2 separate regions of the Ovis aries genome follow, and region 1 is linked to region 2. A link is a contact called in public Hi-C data. All regions are on one chromosome and are shown on one strand. Each heading gives the region's core, a stretch centred on a gene start, on an enhancer-like site or on the middle of the called end of the contact. The rest is flanking DNA. Distances are from core to core; before and after follow the strand shown. Region 1 has its middle 130 kb from the start of TRIB1. Region 2 has its middle 180 kb from the start of TRIB1.

The links. A called contact is a pair of places that touch in the nucleus more often than the background predicts.
Region 1: a Hi-C map of tail adipose tissue shows a contact between it and region 2, with 2.1 times the contacts expected there. The contact joins two enhancer-like sites. A contact is called at or near these places in 4 of 16 Hi-C or Micro-C datasets (mesenteric adipose tissue, omental adipose tissue, retroperitoneal adipose tissue and 1 more).

The regions. Positions count from the first base shown.
Region 1 is chr9:27,689,718-27,692,417 of ARS-UI_Ramb_v3.0, forward strand. No RefSeq gene overlaps it. Among named protein-coding and RNA genes, the nearest start is that of TRIB1, 130 kb to the right of the region's middle. Within about 2 kb of position 1,309, at least 7 of the 54 cell types and tissues checked have an H3K27ac peak or open chromatin away from gene starts, as enhancers often do. A contact at or near this core is called in tail adipose tissue, where this site is marked.
Region 2 is chr9:27,639,295-27,641,994 of ARS-UI_Ramb_v3.0, forward strand. No RefSeq gene overlaps it. Among named protein-coding and RNA genes, the nearest start is that of TRIB1, 180 kb to the right of the region's middle. Within about 2 kb of position 1,292, at least 14 of the 54 cell types and tissues checked have an H3K27ac peak or open chromatin away from gene starts, as enhancers often do. A contact at or near this core is called in tail adipose tissue, where this site is marked.

The DNA.
Region 1 (2,700 bases), core at 59-2,558, 50 kb after region 2:
CAGGGGCTCCTCCTCATTTGTACCAGTGATCAGTGAGCAAAGTGCAGAGTCAAGCCCTCATCCACCTTATATTTTAAGGAGATTTCATTCCGATAATCACAGAGGTACAAGTGAAGCTCTGTGGAAGCACAAAAGAACTAAATGCTGAGATGGGAAGGGAGCAGGCTTTATCCCCATATTCCAGGTGAGGATTCTGAGGAGAGCTCAGACTTCCTCCATTGCTTATTAGCTGCGGGATCTTGAGCAAGTTACTTAGCATTTCTGCTTTTCACTTGTCTCATCTATAAAATGAGTTTAGTAATTATACCTACATCATGGATTATTACAAAGATTAAATGAGCAAAGCTATTATCTTCCTATTAAAAATAAATTTTTTAAAAGATTAAGTGAGTTAATATTTGTAAAGCACAAACAATTCATGACACATTTAAATACTCTATTAATCATATGAAATGAATTTTAGAAAAAGAAAAAACAAAAGAAAATACACAATTACCCCAAGTGAACAAAACTGGGGCAAACTGATCCCTGATCCAGTGCTCTTGCTACGGCCCTCTATTCTGCTGCTCAACTAAATTTGTGCTTTCATTTTCAGTGAGAGATTTAAATCATCTGTGTACTCTCTTCCAGACATATTTATCACAGGGAGACCCTTTGTGCATCCCCAAGTCAACAAAATTCAGCAGAAAGGACTCCGGAGATTCAGATCTCAGGCTCCCCACAAATCATGTGCAGGGTGGAGATGGCTGAGATGACTCAGGTTTAGGCTAATTTACAAATGTATGTGTCAGAAATCATGCTCCTGCCCCAGGCGTTTTGGGAAGGACTTGGAGGGTTAAAATGCACCATCCTGCAGATAGGGACTGCCTAAAACTGTGAATTCCCCACAGAGACTTCCACCCTCCATCATCTAGCCATCCTAGGGTATACCTCCACAACCCTCATCTGATGAAACTCAGTTGAGCCCAGGCATATAAAGCCCAGGATCTCTGAAGCTGGCCTTGTCCTTCTATCAGGGTGGAAAGCAAGGGCCCTGGGAAGGCTGTAGTCTCATTTGCAGCCTGGCTTGCACCCACGTACCGACAATGACACAACTCTGTCCTCCGACAAGCACTTTCCAATCTCCACTGAGATCTGTTGCGTGAGGAGTCAGTTTCCATCACAGCCGTGCACAGGCGGCTGTGGGTGGGGGTGTGGAGGGAGCTCTCTTCCACCCCAAGATCTGCAAAGACCTAGCTCATCTCCTCACCAGCCAGAAGCCCAGCCAAGGGTAACAGTGCTGCTGCAAGGAGCCGTGAGGAAATCAGTGGGAAATGACCCAACGATCAGGACTGAGAAAGCCACGGCTGCCAAAGGAGCATGCTCATCAGCCCTGCTGATGGAATTGTCCCAAAAGGAAAGACTTAACTTGTTTTAGGAGCTAGTCAGAGCCTGGCTTGGGCATGCTGCCTGCGTATTACGAGAACAATCTCTGGGAAATGTGGAACGGCGTTACTGCAAAACAGAGCGTAGCCCTGGAGCCTCCTGATAGTCAGTGGTCCCCGGTGTTCAGTTAACCCTAATTCCTCAAGACCCCGCTGATCATTCCCAGTGCAGGACAGGCTGACCCATGGTTCTCAGTCACCCAGAAAATATCAGGAGCTGGAGCCAGAGATGCAAGGACATAGCCTCTGCCCTCGAGGAAAATTACAGTATAATTGTGCCGCAATGTGTACGGATTCTGGATTCCAGGAACCCAAAGGGAGGGGTGACTTGTTCTGTCTGGGCGATCCCAGGAGGATTCAGAAGAAGCAGACACTGAACCGGGCCTCATAGGATGACTTCTGTTCAAGTAGGGTTTGTGGAGTGTTTCCTGGGTACAGTGGGAATGCCAGCACTGGCCAGGGAGGGTGAGGTGGATGTAGGGGGATTCCAGCAGAGTTTTGTTCCCACCCTCCCCATGGACCCCAATCTGCCTTCCTTTCAAACACCAGCTCAAAAGTGTCTCTCCTGCAGAAATCTTTTTCTGACTTCAACCAACGCCTAATTGAACATCTCTTTTCAAGCCATAAATTTAGGGGCAGCCTCTTCATGAACCAACCAAAAGACATTTACAGAGGTCCAAAGAGTAGCCTAAAGTAGCTAAGAACCGTAAGAGATTCTTCAGCTTATGCTCCAAGAACCAATGATCTTGCCAAACCAAATAGTTGTATTTAGAAGTCCATACAATATGAGGGATAAAATTAGGGATGAAGAGAGCATTTATTCTCCTTGAGAACCCCAGTTGAAAATGTTCTTGGACTGTTTCAAGTATGAGCTGGTGTTTGGACCCAGAGAAGCTGAAAGCCCCCAAGAATAGAAGAAGTTTGTGCTTTCTCTATCTGGGTTGCCATCCCTCACTTTCTCTGTCTTTTCACTTAACTTCTTAGCAGGGACACCCATAGTTTTAGTGCAGAATGTACTTGCTATGGACTGAATGCTTGTGTCTCCTCACCAAACTCAGATGTTGAGATAAGCCATTAGGAGAAAACTCTTGGGAGTCCCTTGGAGAGCAAGGAAATCAAACCAGTCAATCCAAAAAGAAATCAACCTTAAATATTCATTGGAAGGACTCATACTGAAGCTCCAACATTTTGGCCATTTGATATGAAGAGCCAACTCATCAGAGAAGACCCTGGTGCTGGGAAAGATTGAGGGCAGGAGGAGAAGCGGGTAGCAGAG
Region 2 (2,700 bases), core at 42-2,541:
CATTGGGAACCCTGTCCTCTGGTTTCAGGCCCTCCAAGCAGACACAGAATAGCTGCAGCTGTGGTTGGTGGCTTCTCATGGTTCTGAGCAGCACTCACATGCAAAGAACGCTTAGCCAATGCTTTCTCTGTGGACTATTTAAAACAGCCTGCACTACTCTCTGCCCAGGAGTCGTCTCCTAATACATCCTCCCAGTTAGTGGCAACTTTGGTCCAAAGTCTCACCCAGCACCCTCCTTCTTGAGCCCCCACCTGACTCCCACACGGGCAGCTGAACACTCTCATCTCTCCCTGGCCCCTTGGACCTTGTGTGATAACAGGATCCATTGTCCTCTCTGTATCCCCACCTAGGGTTCTAGACCCAGAAAGCAGAAACCACATCTAGTTCTTTTTTTTTTTTCATTTCCCATACCTGGCACAGTTCCAATGACCAGGAGATGCTGAATGTTTGAATCACTGAACAGTAGAAATGACAGGGTCATTCCAGGCCTGAGGATGCTCAAAGTGGGGAGCATGACCAATCAGCAGCCCCACTGGGGAGCCTGTCAGCAATGCAGATTCCCTGGCCTCTCCCCAGACCCTTGGAATCAGAATTTCTGGAGAGGGGTCTAGCAAACTACATTGTAACAAATGTTCCAGAATATTCTTGTGCCCACTAGATTTCAGAAGCTCTGAGTTTGTTTGACTCCCTCCACCCCATTCCTTTACAGTGGAGGGTTGGTAAAGAGACACGTTTCCCCAAAGGCACACATTTGGTTAAGGGCAGAGGTAGAGAAAGAGCCCACAGTTCTAACTCTTGATCCTGAGCGTTCCACAGTGGGGAGACCAGCTGCCTTTGCTGAAACCAACTTTTCGCAGTGTTTGTCCACAAGACAAGCATGGTTCTCATCTTGGTCCTCATTCATGGATCTCCTCTTCCTCTTCTTCCTCCCCCTCCTTTTTCTTTTTCGTTTCCCCTCCTCTTCTTCCTCTCTCACCCTCTCTTCCCCTATCCTTCAACTTGGGGAAATAGCTTAAGCTCTTGGGCACCTACTTCCTTTGCATGTCAAATGGGAACAACCACCCCGTCCCCTGGCCAATTCAGGTCAACCCAAAGAACACAAGTTACCTCCAAGTGGATGCTCTGGTGCTGACTGGAATGACACAATTTAGAGGAAAGGCCTTGAAAAATTAAAAACGTCCACTCAGAGGGCAAGACTTAGCTTTAAAGCCTTCCTCCACCTGGATTCCCACCACCAACCCTCCCTGCCCCCACCATCCTCTCCCTCAGCTGTGAGAACAGGATTTGTTTTTTCTGCAGTGGGCTCTGGGTTATACATACAGGCAACTAGGTGAATGTTCTGGGAGGCCGTTAGGGTTTCTCAGAATGAGTCATTTTTTCAAAAATAACAAAACCTCTCGACATCACTTGATTTCAGCATTCTCGCCAGGCTCTTGTAACCTCTTTTGCAATTGCATTCCAAACACGCCTGACTTTTTTCTCAGGCTTGATGGCAAGTCCCCCCCTCCGCCCCCCCCTCCTTCCAGCAGAAGGCCTGAGAGACAAAGAAACCAAGCCCCAGGATCTGCCTATTCTGGTCCAGAATATGTGTAGATTTCAGAGGGAGGGAAACGTTTTGGAGGCTCTGGATGTTGGCAGGGGGTGGGGGTGCATAAGATCAAAGAGGCTGCCCTGGCTTCCAGCCTGCAGTTATGCACTGGACTTTGACAAACCACCCTGCTGCATCTCCTTCTTGACCCTAATGAGGACTGAATAAGGATCCCAAGGAGCTTCCCAGGTGGCACAGTGGTAAAAGAATCCACCTGCCAATGCAGGAGATGCAGGAGACTTGGGTTCCATCACTGGGTTGGGAAGATCCCCTGGAGGAGGAATTAGCAACCCACTCCAGTATTCTTGCCTGGAGAAACCCATGGACAGAAGAGCCTGGCCAGCTACACTCCCCGGGGTGGCACAGAGTCAGACATGACTGAGCGACTGAGCGTGCACGCACGCACACACTACAAGGATCCCAAGAGTGATAACCAACCACTGCTTAATGTGTCATGGTTTTACAAGGCACAGTTCACCTCCATCACCTCCTGTGCTGATGAGAACACTAGAAGTTCCTGGAGAAGCTTGGAGAAAGTGAACGTCTGGCCTGAGTTCTGACAGTTGATGATGGTGATAGTCTCCACGCACTGAGTGAGCCAGGCGCTTTATCGCTTGCATCCACCCATGCCCAGATAGGTTGTTACTCTTCCCATTTTCTAGATAGAGAAACTGAGGCTCAGAGAGGTTAAGTAACTTTTCCAGTGCCCCAAAGCAAGTGGCAGAGCTGGAACTGAAACCCAGATGTGCCTGGCTTCAAAGCCTGTATCTTTTCCAACCTCTCAGAGGCAAATCCTGCTCTCCAAACACTTTGCACACTATTCCACTAACACTTGTTGTGGATTTGAATTTTCACTCTGTATGCCTCCATCCTATGAGCTCCTCAAAGCAAAGACAGTGCTTCATTCATCTCTGTACCCTCAGCACACAGCTTGCTAATTGACACAGAGGTACACACCCACCATTGGATGAAATCCCTGACAGACTCAACCTCTGGTCCTCAAAGGGCAGAACTGGGTGTGTCCCCTACACTCACTGCTACCCCCATTCCAGAGCACTTGGAGCCTATGGTCTCTAGGAAGTGTCATGTCTAAACCTGCTCCTTGGACCTCC